Linked DNA regions of Mus musculus: regions 2, 3, 4, 5, 6 and 7 are each linked to region 1. A link is a contact called in public HiChIP or PLAC-seq and Micro-C data. All regions are on one chromosome and are shown on one strand. Each heading gives the region's core, a stretch centred on a gene start, on an enhancer-like site or on the middle of the called end of the contact. The rest is flanking DNA. Distances are from core to core; before and after follow the strand shown.

Region 1 (2,833 bases), core at 239-2,738:
AAAAGCGGCTTTCTAAACCCAGTCGTCCTGTCCTTCTTTTCAAGTTCTCCTCCTCTTTCTCTCCAGAGAGACAACAGAAATAATTGATCCATCATCCGGTTCCAGACACAGATTTCCATGCAAATTCCCTTCCCTCTCCAGACCTCAAAGTTACAATCCTAGTGTGAAGGGAGTTGGGGGTGGGGGGCATTTCTTCGGGCCACCTCACCCCTCAGCCAGGTGAGAAGTGAGAGGAGAAATTCTGTACTACAACCCCAGCCTTCCTCCCTCTCTCCAGCCGTACACACCATCTTTCTGGTGTGGAATCACTTAAAGTTTGGGTAAAACTCCCTTTTCTCCCAGGAGATCAAATCTGGAAGCTTTTAGGAGGCGGAGCAAGGATTGGGAGGGAGAAGGCAAATTCCCCAAAACGTTCGTCAGACCTAAGAGAGTCGTTTCTTTACTCAAAACTGCCCATCACCCCCGCCACCCCACCCCCCCAGCCATTAACTTTCGATTAAGACCTCCTCCTTATGGCAACTAAACTTTACTTTGCATAATTAAGATTTTCCTCGGAAAGGGGGTGGATTGAATCCTCAGCTCCGGGCCTTTCTCCTTCACTTCACCCCCCAACCCCCGCCCCAGCCCCGCAGCCTGGCCTCTGAGTTCCTGAATTTTCTCACTTTGAGGTGCCACTAAACACAAAGAACCATAATGGGCTCCTTTGTGCTCGCTATGGGGCAATTACACCCCGGAGTCCCGGCCCCTTTAAGAGCCTCTTAAAGAGACAGGCTCTCGTTTTTCAGAGGGTTACTTTTGGGTGTGTGTAGGGGGAGGGGCGAGGAAAACTTCTAGGAGTCCTTGTTTAGGGTGAAGTGACACTTTTACCTCGACTCTCTGAGAGGGATTGAGAGACGTCTTTGCAAGCTATTCGCTAACGTGCTTTAAAAACATACATATTTCTCTCTCTCTCTCTGTATATATTTTTTTAAACGGGATTTTTCACTTGGTTTTATAAATGGTACTGAAAAGGGGGGAGGGGGCGGTGAGCAGGGGCAGGAGCAAAGAGCTCTTGTACCTCAGAGGGTTTGGGCTCTAGGGCCACAGATTAGGCTAGAGTTGTCTGGGTCGGATGCCACTTTGAGAAAACGTGTCTCCGGATCTTTCCTGGGCGACTCCGAAGCAATCACGGACTGAGCAAACAGCTCCTAATATAATAATAGCTTGTCTCTTTAAAAAAGCAGAAGGAGGGGGGTAGAGTTTTCTTGGCATCTGGTTTCTGATCTCATTATGTTGTGGTCGACCAATCCAGCCCTTGGGGCTGGTCCTCCAGTTTAAATCTGATTGGCCGAGAGCACATTTTGGGATGGTGCAAAGCTCGACGGGGCGGTTTCAAGGATCCCTTTTGAGGGGGGGCTGAGGAGAGGGCGGGGCCGCCAGTGGGGGCCCCCTTGAAACCGACTAATTGGGATCGGAGAGGCCGAGGTGAGGGCTGAAGGAGGCACAAAGGAGTCGCTGGGTAGAGGAGGGTGGGGAGAGGGGAAGCCCAGAGGCTAGAGGAGGAAGAGGAGCTAGGGCAGCGGTGCGCCGCGTCTCCGACCCTCAGTCCGACCGCGGCGAGCCAGCAGGCGGGTGCGCCGCCCCCTCCCCCGCCGCCCAATCTCCCCAACTCTGCGGCCGCGAGCAAAGTTTGCAAGGAGACGCGGGAGGCGGCCGGGCAGCTAGGCGGCAGCGGGGAAGGCGCGCGGTCTCTGGGTTGGGGGCGGGGGCTGGGGGGCGCCCAGGAGCCGAGTGGGGGGCGGCGGCCAGCATGCGGGCCCGCAGCGCCCTGCCCCGCAGCGCCCTGCCCCGCCTGCTGCTGCCACTGCTGCTGCTGCCGGCCGCCGGACCGGCCCAGTTCCACGGGGAGAAGGGCATCTCCATCCCGGACCACGGCTTCTGCCAGCCCATCTCCATCCCGCTGTGCACGGACATCGCCTACAACCAGACCATCATGCCCAACCTTCTTGGCCACACGAACCAGGAAGACGCGGGCCTGGAGGTGCATCAGTTCTACCCGCTGGTGAAGGTGCAGTGCTCGCCCGAGCTGCGCTTCTTCCTGTGCTCCATGTACGCGCCGGTGTGCACAGTGCTGGAGCAGGCCATCCCGCCGTGCCGCTCCATCTGCGAGCGCGCGCGCCAAGGCTGCGAGGCGCTCATGAACAAGTTCGGCTTCCAATGGCCCGAGCGCCTCCGCTGCGAGCATTTCCCGCGTCACGGCGCGGAGCAGATCTGCGTGGGCCAGAACCACTCGGAGGACGGAGCTCCTGCGCTACTCACCACCGCGCCACCTTCTGGGCTGCAGCCCGGCGCGGGTGGCACCCCGGGCGGCCCTGGCGGTGGTGGCTCGCCACCGCGTTACGCCACTCTGGAGCACCCTTTCCACTGTCCCCGCGTCCTCAAGGTGCCGTCCTATCTCAGCTATAAGTTTCTGGGTGAGCGCGATTGTGCCGCGCCCTGCGAGCCCGCACGGCCCGACGGCTCTATGTTCTTCTCGCAAGAGGAGACTCGTTTTGCCCGTCTCTGGATCCTCACATGGTCGGTGTTGTGCTGCGCTTCCACTTTCTTCACGGTCACCACCTATTTAGTGGACATGCAGCGATTTCGCTACCCAGAGCGGCCCATCATCTTTCTGTCCGGCTGCTACACCATGGTGTCAGTGGCCTACATTGCGGGCTTCGTTCTCCAGGAGCGCGTGGTATGCAATGAGCGCTTCTCAGAGGACGGTTATCGCACGGTGGTGCAGGGCACTAAGAAAGAAGGCTGCACTATACTCTTCATGATGCTCTACTTCTTCAGCATGGCCAGCTCCATC
Region 2 (2,833 bases), core at 121-2,620, 510 kb after region 1:
CCTTCTAGTAGGGGAAAAGAATGTGAATCCCTTTTAAGGGGGAGTAGAACCCCCACTTCACCCCCAATGTACCCTACGGCCCTGGGTCAAGCACACCCATTTCAGGGAAGGCCTTCAGCTTTCCTTCTCGAAGCCTTCCCCCCAACACACACACACACCTCATCTCTGTGGATGACACCCCCTTTTTTCGGGAACGCATAGATTTTTGGGTTCCTCCCCAACACAGACTTCGCATCAATTGGCCCAATCTCTCCAGAGTATCCTGGCTAGGGAAAGGTTTGCGGTATCGGAAGCGAAGAGGCCAAGTCGACCCCGGGAGGCCATTTTCTTCGGCAGAAGCCGAGGTTCGGGGCGAGTCCTTCCTCCTCACCACGCGCTTCCCATCCGGGCTCAGGCGGAGAGCTCGGCCGCGGAGGACCACTTTGCTTTCACCTCTGGTGCGGAGATAGCTCTTGGCCTGGGTGGCTGCTCTCACCTAAGGGCCTCCAGGATAGCCTGAGGACCGACGTCACTCAGGACTCGAACCCGCCCTCTCAGTTCCTGAGGCCTAGTCTGAAGCTGATGCTCGGCAGGCCACCACACTGTCCCTTTAAGGCGGCACTTCTTAATTCATTTGTTTACTTCTTCATGCGCTTTTCGTCTTTTTAATAAATAGTTGTCCAAAATATCCTTCCGCTTATCTCTCTCCAAGAAACCCATCACCTACCTCAGAGACATTATTGTAATTTTAAGAATCCAATGTCAGTAATCACGACTAACAGCTCTCTTTATAGAATTTAATCCTCTTTTACACTTTAGGGACTACTTTTTAGGGACAGACCATTTTTGCATAAGTTGAAAACGGTTTATGGCCATCAGAACCTTTCCGCTGAGAACAGAATATGACAGTAGATTTTCAAACGCACCTTTTAATAAAAATATTCTGTATAAGCTCCCAAAGGTCATGGAATCTTCTTGTATTCCTGAAGCACAATGGTATGGTCCAGAACCCGCCCCATCTCCTCTGTAATTGGTCTTCCTTCCTCGGAGAGACGAATAACTCTTGCCCAATGACTGCTCACGTTTCTTCAGCGAGAGCTAAGCGATGGAAGAAGGCGGCCTGGGAGACGCCCCCTACGCATTCTATGATTGGCTACGTTGCACGGCGCGCGAGGACGGCGGGCCCGAAAGAAGGGAACTACGACTCCCGGCTGCCCCACACCTGGACTCCGTTACGCATGCGCATGGGCGGGGCTTACAAGCTTCTATATATAAGAGGCGCCGAGGGCTTGGAGACAGCAGTTGGAAGTTGGCAGGTGGAAAGTCAGGTTGGGAGGGGAAGCCGGAGGAGGAGGCGGAAGAAGAGCTGTCTGAAGGGGGAGGGAGGGAGGGAGGAAAAGAGGAGGAGGCGGAGGAGAACTGAGCGGAGCATCGAGCCAGAGGGGAGATGAGTTTGTCTGTCCTCGGCTAAGGCTCCGGCCCGGCCTGAGGAACTGGGAGCTCGGGTTGGAGCGACACCCGTGGAAGTGGGAGGTGGCGGCTCTGGGACTTTAACCCCTTGTGGGCTCTGCGGCAGGGGATTTAACCCTTTGTGGATTCGGCCCCTCCGAGGCAGCGTCATCGGGTAGTTTTAACCCTTTCGGGTTGGGTTTAACCCATTGGACTTAAACCTCCTCTCCTTGCGCACCAACTCCTCGTCTGTGGGAGCACTCGGCGGGGAGGCGTGAAGCCCACCCCTCTGCATATTTGCATACGGTGCCTGCTGCTGAACCCCCGGACCTGCTAGTTGGCCACGCTTGTGTGCGCTTAACCCTTTATTGACTGGACTCCAAGTTGCGATTGGAGTTTGCTGACAGGACGGACGGAAGGCGTCACTGCAGAAATTACTGACCGAAGAGGACTTTGTTGGACATATTTTGAAAAGAAAGAAAAACCTCTTTCCTTAAGCCAGAATTTCTCAAACTTCCAGAAGAGAACTCTACTAAGCCATGGCCGAGCCACTCTTGACAGAACATCAACACCAGCCTCAAACTAGCAACTGTACAGGTGCTGCTGTTGTCCATGAAGAGCATACCTCTGAGCGCCCCCCAAGCGCGGAGGAACGGGTGCCCAAGGAGGACAGTAGGTGGCAATCGAGAGCGTCCTTGCAGTCCGGTAGCCGTCCAGGGCAGGAGGGAGAAGGGGGCCTGAAGCACCAGCTGCCCCCATTGCAGACGAATGCCTGTCCAGAATTGAGCTCCCTGGAGAAGGGCGAGAAGGGCCAGAATGGGGAGGACTTATCCACTGGCGGTGCCTCCCCGTCGGCGGAGGGAGAGCCGATGTCAGAGTCCCTCGTGCAGCCAGGTCATGACTCGGAGGCCACCAAGCAGGAGGCTCCTGCCGCCGGAGGCGAGGAGCCATGGGGACAGCAACAGAGACAGCTGGGCAAGAAAAAACATCGGAGACGCCCCTCAAAGAAGAAGCGGCATTGGAAGCCCTACTACAAGCTGACTTGGGAGGAGAAGAAAAAGTTCGACGAGAAGCAGAGCCTGCGAGCTTCGCGGGTTCGAGCCGAGATGTTCGCCAAGGGCCAGCCAGTTGCGCCCTATAACACCACGCAGTTCCTCATGGATGACCACGATCAGGAGGAGCCTGATCTCAAAACCGGCCTTTACCCCAAGCGGGCAGCCGCCAAATCCGACGACACCAGCGATGAGGATTTTGTGGAAGAAGCTGGTGAGGAAGACGGAGGCAGCGATGGCATGGGAGGGGACGGCAGCGAGTTTCTGCAGCGGGACTTCTCGGAGACGTACGAGCGGTACCACGCCGAGAGCCTGCAGAACATGAGCAAGCAGGAGCTCATCAAAGAGTACCT
Region 3 (2,833 bases), core at 139-2,638, 450 kb before region 1:
AAAACAAGAACAGCCAGCCAGGCAGTGGTGGTGGTGGTGGCGGCGGTGAATGCCTTTAATACCAGCACTTGGGAGACAGAGGCAGATGTATGTGTGTGTTTGAGCCATCCTGGTCTACAGAGAAACCCTGTCTAGAAACAAAACAATGCAAAACAAATAGGCCCACTATCCCATAGCTGTTCACACCTGCCTCCCCTACTAGACTGACAGTCTGATCCTTTCGGACCCTGCCTCCAAGCTACCTCACCTCTAGGCTACCAGTAGCCGGTATAAGCATCTGCATTTGAAGGCACAAATTCTGCACTAGTATTAATCACATTTCATAAAACCTGATGGGTAGACCAGATATTCTCCAAGGCCTCTTTTGTTTTACAAGTCTGACACCAATAAAGTAATGGTTTAAAAGATTCTGAGAATCAGATAACTCTGGGTTACCGATCCCTTCCATACACTGTGGCATGATTTTGGGAGAGTCCATTTTCCATCTCTGGACCTCCCTTTTCACAGTCTACAAGGGAGGTCGGTGTGGTCTCTATGGGTCTGACACGTCTGTGGTCTGTAATGATTGCCACAAAACTGCTGCAAACCTAGTACCTCAGTTTTCCCGGGCTTCAAGTTCAGGAGTACCATACATGCCCACCACATACATCAGGAACCTTCAGCTCCTTCCCATAGCTAAATCTCGTCTAGAGTCCCCGTGCTCACCTTTAGCCAGTCCCCGTAGTGGACATAGCCCCCGATGTAAGCGGTGTAGGTGCTGATGGCTAGCTGCAGCGCGGCGCCCAACGCAAACCAACGCCGCTTCACTCCGAAGGACATGAAGCTAGCACACAACACAGCTGCCCCCATGTCGAAATATAGATAAGGCACTGGGATGTCGGGCTTCCTGTGGATCGAGTGTAGGGAACAAGGAGGACAGAATGAATAGAGAGTAAGTATCTGGGGACCTCTGTAAGTTCCTGCAATCGCCACTGCCCCCCAAAAACCCGAGATCCTTCTCACTGCCGGAGCCGCCGCCACATCAGTAATGGCCGTACAATCGAAAGAGAGCATCTTCCAACCTGTTTGAGTACCAATTCCTCCCAGTCTAAGTATCCCGACTTCTGGGCCCCAACATCACCGCACCCCAGTTCCTGGGACAGGTCGGACCGCCCCCCACCGCATTCGACGACTTCGTGGGCGCGCTCACCGGCGCGCCTCGGCCCTTTCAGCGTACAACATAAGTTGGCTGAAGCAGCCCCAAAAGGGGCAGCGCGTGAGCAGCACGGAACCCAGCTGCATGATCAGCTGCAGCATCCAGCGTCTCGATCCAATCTTCGAAGCCATCTTGGGAAAGGGCAGTCCGCTACGGCCTCAGCCGGGTCCGGGAGACCAGCAGCGGGGAATGATACAGGCAACTTCCGGTCCCTGACTGTTTTTCTTTTCGTCGGGAAACAAAGCTCTTGCTCCCTAGTTCCGGGTGGGAAAAATGTGTTCTAGAAGGAGGAGTCAGCCTTTCTGAACGCTCCCCATGAAGAGAACTCAGAGCTTCAATTTGCCCTTTCTTTCCCTTTAAAAAGAAAAGATTTGTTTAGGGGCTGGTGAGATGTTTCAGCGGTTAAGGACACTGCTGCTCTTCCAGAGCTCCTGAGTTCAATTCCCAGCAACCACAAGGTGGTTTACAACCGTCTTTAAAGGGATCTGATGCCCTCTTCTGGCATACCGGTGTACGTGAAAACAGAACACTCATACATTAAAAACAAAATATAGACCACTTGTTTATTTTTTTAAGAATTTTTATTTATTTTATTTATGAGTGTACTGTCGCTGTCTTCTGACACACCATCAGGGCATCAGATCTCATTACAGTTGGTTGTATACCATCATGTGGTTGCTGAGAATTCAACTCAGGACCTCTGGAAGTCAGTGCTCTTAAGTGCTGAGCCATCTCTCCAGCTCTGATTTGTTTATTTATGTATATGAATATTCTATTTACATGTATGCCTGCATGACAGAAAGGGGCATCAGATCCTATCATAGATGGTTGTGAGCCACTAAGGTTGCTGGGGACTGAAGTCAGGATCTCTGAAACAAAAGCCGGTGTTCTTTGTACTCTCAAAATGGGACAGGAGCAAGGAGCATGGGGTTGAAACATCAGAAATCCTGGAACACAGCTTGATGTATGGAAGCAACCGACTCTGGACATAACCAGACCTGGACTCCAAGCTGAAAACCGATCCTGTGTCATCTAAATGGAGACTCAAGTGTGAGATGGGGATAATGGCTTTCCACCTCATCACTGCTGGGAGACTTAAATGTAGCAAAGGTGGTTTGGCAGATAATAAGGGTCCCATAAAAGGGTGTGATACAGACCCCAGAGAGAATTCTCTGTCTTTGCTGTCTTTGGCCGAACTTTTAAAGTAAGGAGTCCTCTTGTCTCTAAGTCACCTCTCTTTTGGTCTTGCTGCTTTTGTCTCCTAAGAAAAGAGGAGAGACCTACGTATCCATACAACACAGATGGGAGTTGCTCCCAAGAACCTTTCTAAACATGTCCACCTCCCCCATATCCTTTCTTTCCCTAACTCTGGTGGGTGGTTGGCTAAAAGGGAGGTTAAAGCATTTAAGAACCATCATTAAATATTAAACCTACAGCTCTGCCTGCCTGTGCCTCCTGAGTGCTAGAATTAAAGTCACCATGCTCATCTCACATTCCTCCTCCTCCTCCTCCTCCTCCTCCTCCTCCTCCTCTTTCTTTAAACAAAGACTAAGTATATCAAAGAACTGGGAAATAGGACTGTGTAGATACAAATTGGGCATGGATAATAGACAAGGGGAATGAAAAAAGGCCCGGGTT
Region 4 (2,833 bases), core at 239-2,738, 420 kb before region 1:
AAGAGTAAGTCTTCCTTAAGACTCTTCCAGCCGGGCAGTGCACGCCTTTAATCCCAGCACTCGGGAGGCAGAGGCAGGCTGATTTCTGAGTTCGAGGCCAGCCTGGTCTACAAAGTGAGTTCCAGGATAGCCAGAGCTATACAAAGAAACACTATCTCGAAAAACCATAAAAAAAAAAAAACAAGAAAAGACTCTTCCAAGTAAGTCACCAAAGGAAGAGGTTTTAGGCCAAAGTATGTTCTCCTCTTTTTAAAATAACACACACACACAAAGAAATCGTTCTTGTTGTATGCCGTTTATGAAGAAATCTTTCTGAGCTGGAAATCAACAACTCACAATTAAAAGGCAGCAGAAGTTTCCATAAGAAACTTCATTTTAAAGACAGAGGCTACCTTCTAAAAATAATTCTAGTAAACCCACCTGTAGCTCAAATAAAGGGGGAGGCAGAGGTTCATTTATTTCAACCAGGAAGCGTTTTGTTTTCCAACAGTGAGTTGGTGAAGTAATTCATAAACCATTAGGGAACAGGGCCACTTCTTCCATGCAGTTTAACACTGGTACTTTGAAAAAGAGGGACGTTTCTATGGAATGTGTTGAACTGAACCGAAGGCCACACTGTCTGTCATACATAAACCCCTGAAAAACGTGGCAAGTCCTCTCTAGACCAGGCTTCTAATTCCAACACCTCCTAAGTAGCAGTTTTCAAATGCCTGAGAACCTTCAAAGTCAGCACACACAGTGACACCAAGCATACACCACCCCAGCAAAATTCGCCACCAGTTCAGATACAAACTCTGTTCCGCACTTCCCATCTCTAAACCGGCAAGGCCCATTAGACCACCATCCCACCACCGCCCTTTCTTGAATCAAATCTCATCAGCAGACAGTCCACTCGTAAAGTCCATACCCTTACCCTACTAGCAGTTCCTGACCCTACACACCCCTCCCGACTCCATCCGGGCTCCAATCTCCAGCCCTCTCCCCACCACGACCCCCTCCCCTCAATCACGGAGTCCCCTTAAGACATCGTCCCCTCCCGAAAAGACACCCGCGTGTCAAGCCCCGCTCCACCCACCAACCCTCAGTTGGGGCCCAGCTCCCACAAGGGGTGGGAGACAAGGGTCCCCAAAGTGGACCGAAAAGGCCCGCGGGAGGGGGATGGGAATCTCACGGCCATGCGCATGCGCCCGGGGCACCGCGGTAGCCGGTCGCCCCTAGGCCGGGAGAGGGCCCTAGCTGCCGCCGCCGTCCCCCGCCCCCCCACCACCGCACCTACACGCCGGCCCGGCCTCGGGGTCCACGCAGAGAAGGATACTTAGAGCCAGCATTTTGGACTGGTAGTCGAAGGCTACCACCTCGCCCTGCAGCCGCTGCTCCTGGCACGTCCGGCACGACACCTGGCTCCCAACGCTGAAGTACTCGCCCGGAGGTGCCGCCATCTTGGGAGAGCAGCCGCGGCCGGCGGCGGCGGCGGCAGCAGCGGGCGAAAGCCGGGCCCCCAGCAAGCGCCGCGACGCGACGCGCGAGGCGTGCTGACGTCATGCGCAGGGGCGTGGCCTGGCGCTGGGTGGGGCGGGAGCCTTAGGTAGAAGAGGAAATAAAAGAGGAATCTTGAATACAGTAAAAAATGTGCCGCTGCCGGTCTGCTCGGCCAAGTTCCTGCAAAGCTCTGTTGGAAGCTAAGGAAATAGATACATATAAAGGCTAAATGATTTACGTAGGACAAGATGGAGAAAGGGAAAGCAACTGGAGTCTCGCTGAAGCCCACACCTTACACAAAAACGTTTAATGAATGAACTCTATAAAATATTATCCTCATTTGCATACGAAGAACCAGAAGCTCACAAGAATTACCAGGACTCACTCAAAATGATTATAACCAATTATAAAGTAGTCGAACAAAATACATTAGCTGTAGGGCTAAGCAAATTAGAATCTGAGGCCATTTACCAAATACCGTAAGCAAATTAGCAAACTTATGTTTCTTCGGTGGGATCTAAATACTACTTAGTACTACTTAGTGAGCATCTGGCATCCCCTCAAGGAAGGAATCAATATCCTCATTTTACAGACAAAGAAAGGAAGTCTTAAAATTGTCAGGGTCACAAAACTGGCAAAGCCATGGTTTTGATTGTAACAAAGGTACTACTTACTGGTCTTTATCAGATAATAACGTTTGCCTCCTAAGGCAGTAAGGAGGCTTAAGTGAGGTAATGCATACATGCATGACATATAGGATCTAAGTAAATAATAGTAACCCTGTGATCTCAGAAAGCTCAGTAAAAGGAAGAACAGCTCTGGAATGTTGCTCAGTAACAGAGCACATATCCATTCTTACGGACATAGGGTTCAAATCTCAGCACTAGTAGAAACATACATACATACATACATGCATGCATACATACATACATATATACATACTTGGGAAAGGTGGGAAGTCCGGAACAGGGAATGGTAATAATGGCAAAGTCCAGTCCCAATGATATCCATTTGATATTACAATACTCACTAACCTTACAAAAGGAACTGTGCAGATGCACTTATAAACCTCCCAGCCCCAGCTGCCATCCTTCACCCACCCCTCCCCACAATATAAAAATCATCGGAGAAATGGATTGACCTTTCTCTAGTTTACAGAGAGGCATAGGGCCAGCTCTGGCACTGAGTGAGCCTGAACAAAGTTCAAAAATGTTTCCTTGTGCTCCAACAGGCAAAAACTTCCTTGTGTTGGAGGCATTGGTGCAATTGTTATAATGGGAATAAAAATTCTTCTCCATGCTTTTGTCTGTTTCAGAGGAATGTTGTGTCATTCTGGACCCCATAACAAGTCATA
Region 5 (2,833 bases), core at 186-2,685, 390 kb before region 1:
ACACACATATTCTCTCTCTCGAAAGTACCAAGCCAGCCACTGCCAGGAGGGACCAAGCAGGCATGGGTCCAGCAGGCCCCTCCCTGGAGGAAGCATCTTGTGGTGCCAGCCTGGTGGCAACAGGTTCCTGGGAGTGACAGAAGGAGTGGCCAGCTCTGGGGGGACCCCACCCCCTACCAAGGATCAATAAAAAGCTCCCCCAGGGAAGGTGGGCAGGTCTAGGAATCCTCGAGCTGAGGTTAGGGGGGGAGGTCTTTAAGCCCACCTGTGGTCAAAATAACACATCCCTTATCCTCAGAAAGTGGGAAGAAACCACAGCCCAGGGAAGGAAGAGCTAGGAGGTAACTAGGAACTAAGCCAAAATCCTTAAACACCCCAGCTGCTAGTCTCTGCTCAACCCTATCCCAACAAGGCTCTTCCTAAGAGTCCATTCTCAGAAGCCTCCTGACCAAAAACTTGCCAAAGTCACTACCAGGTCAAAGCAAGCCACAGAGGCTCGGATTCTGACTCCTGCAGGTACTCCAGGCACAACTTCTTCCTCTGCTCAATTGTGGGGAGAGCAGGCAGCCTGAGACAGGTCACTGACCCACTTCCTCCCCCTCTGACCATGGTCCAACTAGGCCAGAATCCTCTAGGAAGCCCTAGCCCCTAGCAGCTGAGGCTGACCCTGCTGAAGGCAGAGGCACTGGAGGGATGAGGCGGAGGGTGGCTAGGAGGCACCGTGAAAGGACAGCCCTGGGCAAGGAAGGAAGGGAGGCTGCCTTAGAAGCACAGCTCTTCCAGTCCACGGATGTTCAACAAAACCCTCAAAGGCTGAAGCAGGACCCCGATGGAGGAAGACTCACAGTGAGGTGCTCAAACCAGGCGCCAGGATGCCCAAGAGCTGAGGGCAGGTGGGGACACGCAGCCACTTACCTGCCACAGGGATGCTGTGCAGAGGAGTCCGTGGCAGGATTTCCAAGGATGGTTCCCGGCCTGACATGCCATCTGCTGAGAAACAGGACTCGGTCTCATAGATGGTCTGCAGCATCTCCACAAGCCCCTGTGCCTTGGGCACCAGCAGCATGCCAGGGAGGGGCCGCCCGAGGCGGAAGCCGGTGAGGGAAAAGGTGGTCAGCGGGGCCAGCTGGCTGCTCAAGGACTCCCTCAGGCCACTGCCGCTGGGACCCACGAGGCAAGGAGGCACCTCATCCGGCCTGGGCGCGCTCCGGAGGCAGCAGACGCAGGGAGGCTAATGAGGCTGAAGGGCCTGCTCTCCGCTCCAGGAGCGTGGACCAAAGTCTGTCCAAAGGTTCCAGGAGTTGGGCTATGGCTGGGTGCTCAGGGGACAGGAAGGGGAGCTCAGTGGGCAGGCAGGCTCTCTCTGTGTTCCCTCCCAGAGCCACCGGTGACAGCTCTGGGCTTGGCTCCCTGCTCCTCCTCCCCGAATGAGCCGCCGGCAGCTGGCAGGAGACTGAAATAGCAGTTGGGGGAGGGCCCTGTCTATAAATAGGTGGAGCATGCTCAGGGAGCCGCCGGCTGGCTGCCAGGAGCCCAGGCCTGGCGGAGGCCCCATGGGGGGAGGCGCGTTCCACCCCAGGAGGAAGCGCCAGTCAAGGGGGAGGGGGGCAAGGGAGGCCTGCACTCAGGGCCAAGGCCACAGACCTGGGTGGCCAGTGGCTGGACTAGAGAAGGGTGCAGGCAGAGGACCCATGCATCTGGGGTCAGCTTTGGCCACTGCTGGGGGCAAACAACGGACTGGACACCAAGCAGCCAGCCTGGATCTTCTCTCTTCCCCCTTTCTGTGCAGAGCGAGGACAGGAATCAGAAAGACTAGGGAGAGGTGACAGACACCCAACCACCTGGTCTAACCTCGCACCTCCTCCTTACAGCCTGTGGAGTTTGTGTAACTTCTGCCTTCCCACAGAGCTGGGAGATGCCTTTTACTATCAGGGAGACCCTAAATAGCAGTGGGGTGGCAGCTCTCCCACCCATTCTGCAGTGCTCCCTCTGGCACTCGGCCTCTTCCCAGGGACCAGAGAGATTTTTCTGGGTTGGCTCTGCCCAGCCCAGGCAGGGGACTGGACAGCACCTGCCCATTCTCGGCTCAATCAATGCTTTCCTGGCAGCGTCCCCAGCTGAGGGCACCACAAGCCGCAAACATTGCCTTCGTGCTAACAACGACCACCAGCAAGAGGCCAAGATGGGGAAACCGAGGTACAGTACAGCGAGACGGAAGTCACTCTCCTCACAGAGCTGCTCACGTGATAGGGACCAGAGGTCTGAAGCACTGACCACCATAACTCATGGGCAGACTATGCACATCTGCCCCAGGTACAGGACCTCCAGCGCCCAAACAGGAAGACTTGGGGTTGGAGGCCCTCCAGCAGCTGTTAGCACCCTGGCCTGGCAGAGTAGCCTCAGCTCTCCACCTTCCTGGGCCATGGGGGTCACTGTACCATCAAAACTGGTGCCACTGCCAGTGTCACCTACTGTTGACCCCCCTTCTTCCCGAGTTGTGCCTCCCACTGATAGAGAGATCCCACTTGGCCCCCTGACCTCACTGCAGCCTTTTAATAGACCGGTTATTCCTGGGTCTGTAGGCTCCTCCCCCTTTCGTGACGTCACAGTTACTATTTTGGACCCCTCCTGGCCCCTCCTTGCCCCCCACTCCAGGCACAGAGCCAGGGACACCTGTCCTCTCTCTGGACTGGATGACCTCACCCTCCTGTCAGGAGCCTGGGAGAAGCAGTCCAACCAAGGACATGGTGGCTGTGACTCCAGAAACTCATCTTCCAAGTTTCTGCCAGGACTCCACCGGGGCCTCCTCCCTCAGGTTGGAAAACACACACAA
Region 6 (2,833 bases), core at 130-2,629, 320 kb before region 1:
CAGTTCAACCCCTGGGACCCCCAGGGTAGAAGGAGAATCAAGTCCCACAAGCTGTCCTCTGACCGCCACGTTTGGGCTGTAGTGCACACATCTACATATACTCAATCAATAAATAAAATGTAATACATTTCTTAAAGTGACCAAGACCATCAAAACACTGGGTTAATCTCATGGTGGTGCCCAGATGGGAAAGATCATCCACTACACTGGTTCTCTGTAAAGTTATTTTTGGTGCTACTTCACAACTGTAATTTTGCTACTCTTATGAATACTAATATAAAATCCGATATGCGACCTCTGAATGAGTCGTTAGACTCAAAGGTTGAGAAAGGCTGCTTGCTCTTCTACATAGTGAATCAACAATCAAACAAAACCAAAAAAAAAAAAAAAAAAAGGAAAAACTAATCCAGGGTGATAGACTTGGAGAGATGGTTCAATGGTTAAGAGCACTTGTTCTTCTTGCCAGAAGACCTGAGTTCTCTCCCCAGCACTCAAGACTGGCGATTTACAACCTCTTGTAACCCTAGCTCATGGAGATCCAATGCCCTCTTCTGGGCTCTGCAAGTACCCACACACGCGGCATACACATAGAAACAAGTAAAAGAAAAAAAATCCTTTCTTAAGAAGGCACTCTATTTGTTTTTTGTTTGTTTGTTTGTTTTTCGAGACAGGGTTTCTCTGTATAGCCCTGGCTGTCCTGGAACTCACTACTTGTAGACCCGGCTGGCCTCGAACTCAGAAATCAGCCTGCCTCTGCCTCCCAAGTGCTGGGATTAAATGCGTGTGCCACCACTGCCCGGCTGAGGGCACTGTATTTGTATCTCTTTAAAATGCCTTCCCGCTTCATTTATTAAAGCTATACGAGGTAGAAATCTTCAAGTACTTAAGACTTTAATTTGTATTCTTGCCCATCTCCTCGAGGAACAACTGTCTTAGAAGTCAAAAATAGCAGACTTTACCGCTCCCAACCTTGGAGCCTGGTGTGCATTGGCGAAGCAGTAATGAATCTCATTAGCTCTGGAGCTAGAGAACCAAACCGGAAGGAAAAACCAGGCGGGAAAGAAGGAAACCTAGCGGCGGGTGGACCAGGAGAGCTTGCCAGGGCAATCGTCTAAGCATGAAACCACGCCCCCCACAAACACCTTCCCCCGCCTCTTCTCTTTTGGCCCCGCCTCCGACCTCCAGGAGGTCCGAGGCCACGCCTAATGGGCGTGGTCTTACTGCCGGAGGTCCGAAATCCCGCCAACAATGACTCCTCCCCTTCTGCCGCGGCGCAACCTGGCCCTTTTATTTAAAGATTACGTTTACGTCAGTCCGCCTTACGTAGCTTTGCGTCATCAGTACAAGGCGGGGAGGCGGGACTTCCTGTCCTGGATGTTAACAGCTTCCGAGAAAAGCCGGAAGAGATCGGACCCTGGACAGAATCCTGAGTTGCCAGCCCCTCCCCTGACCCCTACGGAAAGAGAACTACAAAGACTGTCCTGGCGAAGTCAAAACATTTATCCTGGCTTTGTCAGGTGAGGCTTTCCTTCCCCATCGAGGCACAGTAACCATCCAAACCCCCTTTAATCTCCCATGACTCCTCGCGTCCTCAAGCTCCGCCCCCTCTCCTCTGCCCCGCCCCGAAGTTTGAGGGGTGTGGATGGTTTGTGACCCCCCTACCTCCCGACCCTCGCTTCTTCACCTGACCCTAAACCATCACTGTCCCGGAGAGTCGGGCTTGGGCACTGCGACCGAAACCCGGAAGCTCCTCGGCTCGGGGGTGGGGTGGGGGGTGCTGATGGACTCCACTGCCAAGGGAATAGGACCTTTCAGACGCAGAACCTTCACCCCAGAAAAAAGCACGGTCGGGGACGACTCCCCACAGTGCGGTCAGGATCGTCCACAGGCTGAGGAGAAAGCCGAGGCCTTGGTCAGACAGATGCAGGTCCCCTATCTGGCCCCTGCCCGCGGCAGTTCCTTGTGTCCTCCGCTTCCATCTGTCTTTGCCACAGTTTCCTTTTGTGTACATCACGGTTCCTGACACTAACCTGACCAACAGGGGTTAGTTATGGGAGTGAGACGTAATTGCTATCATTTGTTTATTGAACAGTGTTAATTATTTTTGCTTCGATGATTTCACGTCTTCTTCAAAACAACCTTATGAGGTAGGTAACCATTTTAAACCCCACTTTACTGTTGAGAAAGCTGAGGCTTTGAGAACGTTGCTGGACATTGCATAGCTAGAAGAGGGGCTAGACAGTGACCCAGAATCGCTTCCCTGACTCCAGGGCCAATCTGTGTAAATAAGGCTGTGGAAACGCTTCTGAGAGTGTTGGTGTGTTCTACAAATATTCCTTGAGCAGCTACTGTGACATTGCATTAAGAGCTTCAAACAAAGAGAACTACCCTCGGTTCTTATCTTCCAGGAGTCAATGAAGAAATGGACAGGTTATGAGTGTAATGATGTTTTGTGGGTGCTGTGAGAGTAGTCTGATGATGATAATCACCAGATGGATTTGCCCAGAGACAGCTGTGAACGTAGATTCTCCAAGGAAAAGAGACGGTACTCCGAGGAATATGCAGAGAGCCTCCAATGCTTTCTCAGAAGCCGCAGAGAGGGAAAACCTTCATAGCACAAGACAGATTGAAAGAAGGATAGTGGGAACCGTTGGGAAGTATTTCCAAATAATTTCTACTTGGGCAATGGTTTTCTTGAAGCTGTCTCGTGTAGCCTTAGGCAGCCTTGAACTTGCTAAGTAGTGGAGACTTGTCTTGAACCTTGTATCCTTAGTTCCTTTATTTCCCAAGTTCTGGGATAACCAGGGCATGTAGAACAGCGGTTTTGCAGTTA
Region 7 (2,833 bases), core at 120-2,619, 270 kb before region 1:
ACAGATATCCACCTGCCTCTGACTCCCCCCCGCCCCTCGGGGTGCTAGAATTAAAGAAGAGGGCCACCACCGCCTGGGCCACTACATCTTTCTTTTTGGACTCGCTCCAAGGGTCAAACTTAGGTCATTAGGTATACAGAAATAAAGCTTTTACCCGTTACCACGTCTCTCAGCCCTTGTTTTCCAGTTCCTTCCAGCTATTCTGATGATTGTCAGCTGTCAGGACACAGGAGGGGGGGTGTCATTCAGTAATCATTCAGATGTCTTGATGGTGAAGATAGAGGCTGTCCTCTGGGTCGCTCTGGTCTTCATCTTAGATGCAGTCTGTTTTGGCTAACCCTCCTGAACAGGCATCTCTACCCCGAGGGTGAGCATCCTTTCCTCGCAGCCAGGGAAGCTCTCCCTTCCACTGCCTCTTCTTTCTGCTCCTCATCCCTAAGGGTGCTGAGGTATGAAGGCTCAGCTTGTCTGACTTATTGAACTTGAAATTCGTGTCATTAAAGGGTCCATTAGAGGAGTGAGACTTTTCCCTGGCTGATCTTAAATAGGTGTTGCTATTGCCTGGCAGTGGTCCTGATTACCACTCCTAGCTTTAGGACGACCTCCGTCTGATTTCTTACCTAAGACAGAGGATTTGATTCCCCAAAGAAAAGAAGCTGCACTGTTTGGTAGGTCCTCGTCCTCTTCAACAGAGACAGTTGAAGTTTGATCCTGGAGCTAAGATACATTTTTAAAAGCCTATGTGGTGTGGGCAGTGGTGGCACATGCCTTTAATCCCAGCACTCGGGAGGTAGAGGCAGGCGGATTTCTGAGTTCGAGGCCAGCCTGGTCTACAAAGTGAGTTCCAGGACAGCCAGGGCTATACAGAGAAACCCTGTCTCGAAAAAAAACCAAAAAAATAAAATAAATAAAAAATAAAAGCTTATGTGTAGTACAACTAATTTAAACTTATCCCCATCTAGCTTACAAATAAATGAGATTCAGACATCAGTTATTTTATTTGGCTTTGACAATTACTGGGGGCTAATCCTCAATCTACTTTTCTAACCTGCTGGCCTGGCTACCTCCCCAGAGGTGCCCCCCCCCCAATATTTGCAGTTTCTTCTGGCCATGTGCTCACAGTACTTCTCTCAAAGTGTTTCCTCCTCCTCCTCTTCTTCCTCCTCCTCCTCTTCCTCCTTGCCTCTCCACTCCCAACTCTAATCCCTCCTGTAATTGGCTGTAAGCACTTTGTTTTACTAGTAGTTTTAAAAACTAAGGAACAAGGTTTGCACAACAAAAGCTGGTAACCTTGAGAATTCTTTCATAGCAGGACCCCCCCCCTACAGAATTTAGCATTACAATACATAGCAACTGACCAAACCCCAACACCAGTGGGCTTGTCTTTCAGGACTCCACTACTATTTAGATAAAAATAGCAGACTAACATAGGTGTTCAACCTTGCTTCTGGGTGATATTACCTTCAAAAGAAGCCATATGCTTAATAGTAGAATAAACAAGCTGGGCAGTACTTGGGAGGCAGAGGCAGGGGCATTTCTAAGGCCAGTGTGGTCTACTGAGTGAGTTCCAGGACTGCCAGGGCTACACAGAGAAACCCTATCTCAAAAAACAAAACAAAACAAACAAACAAACAAACAAAAAAGTAGAATAACAAGAACCATTTCCTTCCATACTGTAGGACAGCTGGATCTGGCTGCTTAAGACCATTATCCTAGCATTTTTGACAATCGGAGGCAAGAATATTGAATACTCAAAGACTGAATTACAATGAAAAGCCTGAGGAGGTATTTCAGTAGTAGATAACTTACCTGGTGTGCATGAGGCCTTGGATTCAATTTCCAGAACTACAGTCAACTACTAACAAGCATGTAGGAGGGGCCTTGGCCTTCGGGAAGCCAAATAAAGATGTCTGTTCCTATGTGATCATATATATCACAGGTCTCTTAGTGCAACGTCTGCTACTCTTGTCTTGGCATCTAAGTGCTTTGACAGAAACTGCCTCAATAGCTCAAAATGTGCACAGTGTGGGGTAGACAACAGAAAACCAGTGTATACCATGAAAATAAAAACGTTAGGTCAGCCAGGCATGCTGGTGCATGCCTTTAATCCCAGCTCTCTGGAGGCAGAGGCAGAGGCAGGCGGATTTCTGAGTTCGAGGCCAGCCTGGTCTACAAAGTGAGTTCCAGGACAGCCAGGGCTATACAGAGAAACCATGTCTCGAAAAAAAAAACAAAACAAAAAACAAAAGTTAAGTAGCTAGAGTATTTACATTGCCCTTTTTACTTGATAAATAATACTACATAGGAAGTCAGATCAGGGGGAAATCAAATGTATACCCCAATAATAAAATGACTATTCCCTAAGCCAACCTGGATATGCCTAGTAATGCTAGTGAGACTGGGAATCTATGCATCTCAAAGGTGTATATAGTCTTTGTTCCCAGTGTTCGCCAGGTTAGGCTAGGGTGATCAGATTCTGCTACATGGGCTGGCCAGTGAGTCCGACAGATCTCTGACTCCTCGGTACTGAGATTGCAAGTGCAGGCCACTGCATCCAGCTTTCTGTGTGGGTGCTGGGGATTAAACTCAGGTCTTCGTGCTTGCACAGTGAGCATGCAATGGAGCTATTGCCCGGCTCATGTTTGGCTTTCTCATGCTGAATGTGAGCATGCTCTACGTCAGCGCGCACAGCTCACTCAGCGCCCCTCCACTCTCCGATCCTTTCGTGTAGTAGCCATTGGGCAGCAATTTATAGTTCTGTAATTTCCAAATGAGGATATGTGAGACAGGAATGTACCGCATTGATGTTCAGCCGGCGGTCACTCAGTCACAA

The links. A called contact is a pair of places that touch in the nucleus more often than the background predicts. HiChIP or PLAC-seq counts read pairs in DNA pulled down with a chosen protein or histone mark.
Region 2: a Micro-C map of embryonic stem cells shows a contact between it and region 1, with 2.6 times the contacts expected there. The contact joins the promoter of Hexim1 here to the promoter of Fzd2 in region 1. A contact is called at or near these places in 1 of 39 promoter capture datasets (cranial neural crest) and 2 of 484 Hi-C or Micro-C datasets (cardiomyocytes and embryonic stem cells).
Region 3: a contact with region 1 is called in an H3K4me3 HiChIP or PLAC-seq map of bone marrow-derived macrophages, with 2.2 times the contacts expected there. The contact joins the promoter of Tmem101 here to the promoter of Fzd2 in region 1. A contact is called at or near these places in 1 of 39 promoter capture datasets (embryonic stem cells), 2 of 115 datasets of contacts at active chromatin or transcription factors (bone marrow-derived macrophages and embryonic stem cells) and 1 of 9 other capture datasets (liver).
Region 4: a FOXA1 HiChIP or PLAC-seq map of pancreatic cancer cells shows a contact between it and region 1. The contact joins the promoter of Lsm12 here to the promoter of Fzd2 in region 1. A contact is called at or near these places in 1 of 484 Hi-C or Micro-C datasets (embryonic stem cells), 1 of 115 datasets of contacts at active chromatin or transcription factors (pancreatic cancer cells) and 1 of 9 other capture datasets (embryonic stem cells).
Region 5: a contact with region 1 is called in an HNF4G HiChIP or PLAC-seq map of pancreatic cancer cells. The contact joins the enhancer-like site here to the promoter of Fzd2 in region 1. A contact is called at or near these places in 1 of 39 promoter capture datasets (maxillary cranial neural crest), 2 of 484 Hi-C or Micro-C datasets (embryonic fibroblasts and embryonic stem cells), 1 of 115 datasets of contacts at active chromatin or transcription factors (pancreatic cancer cells) and 1 of 9 other capture datasets (embryonic stem cells).
Region 6: an H3K4me3 HiChIP or PLAC-seq map of embryonic stem cells shows a contact between it and region 1, with 16 read pairs. The contact joins the promoter of Tmub2 here to the promoter of Fzd2 in region 1. A contact is called at or near these places in 4 of 39 promoter capture datasets (the HPC-7 cell line, cranial neural crest, embryonic stem cells and 1 more), 4 of 484 Hi-C or Micro-C datasets (embryonic stem cells and uterus), 5 of 115 datasets of contacts at active chromatin or transcription factors (embryonic stem cells, epiblast stem cells, pancreatic cancer cells and 1 more) and 2 of 9 other capture datasets (adipose tissue and liver).
Region 7: an H3K27ac HiChIP or PLAC-seq map of embryonic stem cells shows a contact between it and region 1, with 13 read pairs. The contact joins the enhancer-like site here to the promoter of Fzd2 in region 1. A contact is called at or near these places in 2 of 39 promoter capture datasets (the HPC-7 cell line and cranial neural crest) and 2 of 115 datasets of contacts at active chromatin or transcription factors (both in embryonic stem cells).

What each region holds. Positions count from the first base shown.
Region 1 is chr11:102,602,943-102,605,775 of GRCm38.p6, forward strand. It overlaps Fzd2 (frizzled class receptor 2), which reads left to right and starts at 1,489. Exons shown (of 1, transcript NM_020510.2): 1 at 1,489-2,833. The coding sequence starts at 1,790.
Region 2 is chr11:103,114,955-103,117,787 of GRCm38.p6, forward strand. It overlaps Hexim1 (hexamethylene bis-acetamide inducible 1), which reads left to right and starts at 1,371. Exons shown (of 1, transcript NM_138753.2): 1 at 1,371-2,833. The coding sequence starts at 1,968.
Region 3 is chr11:102,155,019-102,157,851 of GRCm38.p6, forward strand. Tmem101 (transmembrane protein 101) reads right to left here and starts at 1,389. Exons shown (of 4, transcript NM_029649.2): 1 at 1,190-1,389; 2 at 706-886. The coding sequence starts at 1,326.
Region 4 is chr11:102,183,768-102,186,600 of GRCm38.p6, forward strand. Lsm12 (LSM12 homolog) reads right to left here and starts at 1,489. Exons shown (of 5, transcript NM_172947.3): 1 at 1,316-1,489. The coding sequence starts at 1,439.
Region 5 is chr11:102,217,501-102,220,333 of GRCm38.p6, forward strand. Hdac5 (histone deacetylase 5) reads right to left here. Exons shown (of 27, transcript NM_010412.3): 3 at 916-987. Among named protein-coding and RNA genes, the nearest start is that of Mir8101, 11 kb to the right of the region's middle. Within about 2 kb of position 1,436, at least 218 of the 459 cell types and tissues checked have an H3K27ac peak or open chromatin away from gene starts, as enhancers often do. A contact at or near this core is called in embryonic fibroblasts and pancreatic cancer cells, where this site is marked.
Region 6 is chr11:102,283,572-102,286,404 of GRCm38.p6, forward strand. Tmub2 (transmembrane and ubiquitin-like domain containing 2) reads left to right here and starts at 1,380. Exons shown (of 4, transcript NM_028076.4): 1 at 1,380-1,517; 2 at 2,093-2,147. The coding sequence starts at 2,113.
Region 7 is chr11:102,328,407-102,331,239 of GRCm38.p6, forward strand. No RefSeq gene overlaps it. Among named protein-coding and RNA genes, the nearest start is that of Ubtf, 11 kb to the left of the region's middle. Within about 2 kb of position 1,370, at least 5 of the 459 cell types and tissues checked have an H3K27ac peak or open chromatin away from gene starts, as enhancers often do. A contact at or near this core is called in embryonic stem cells, where this site is marked.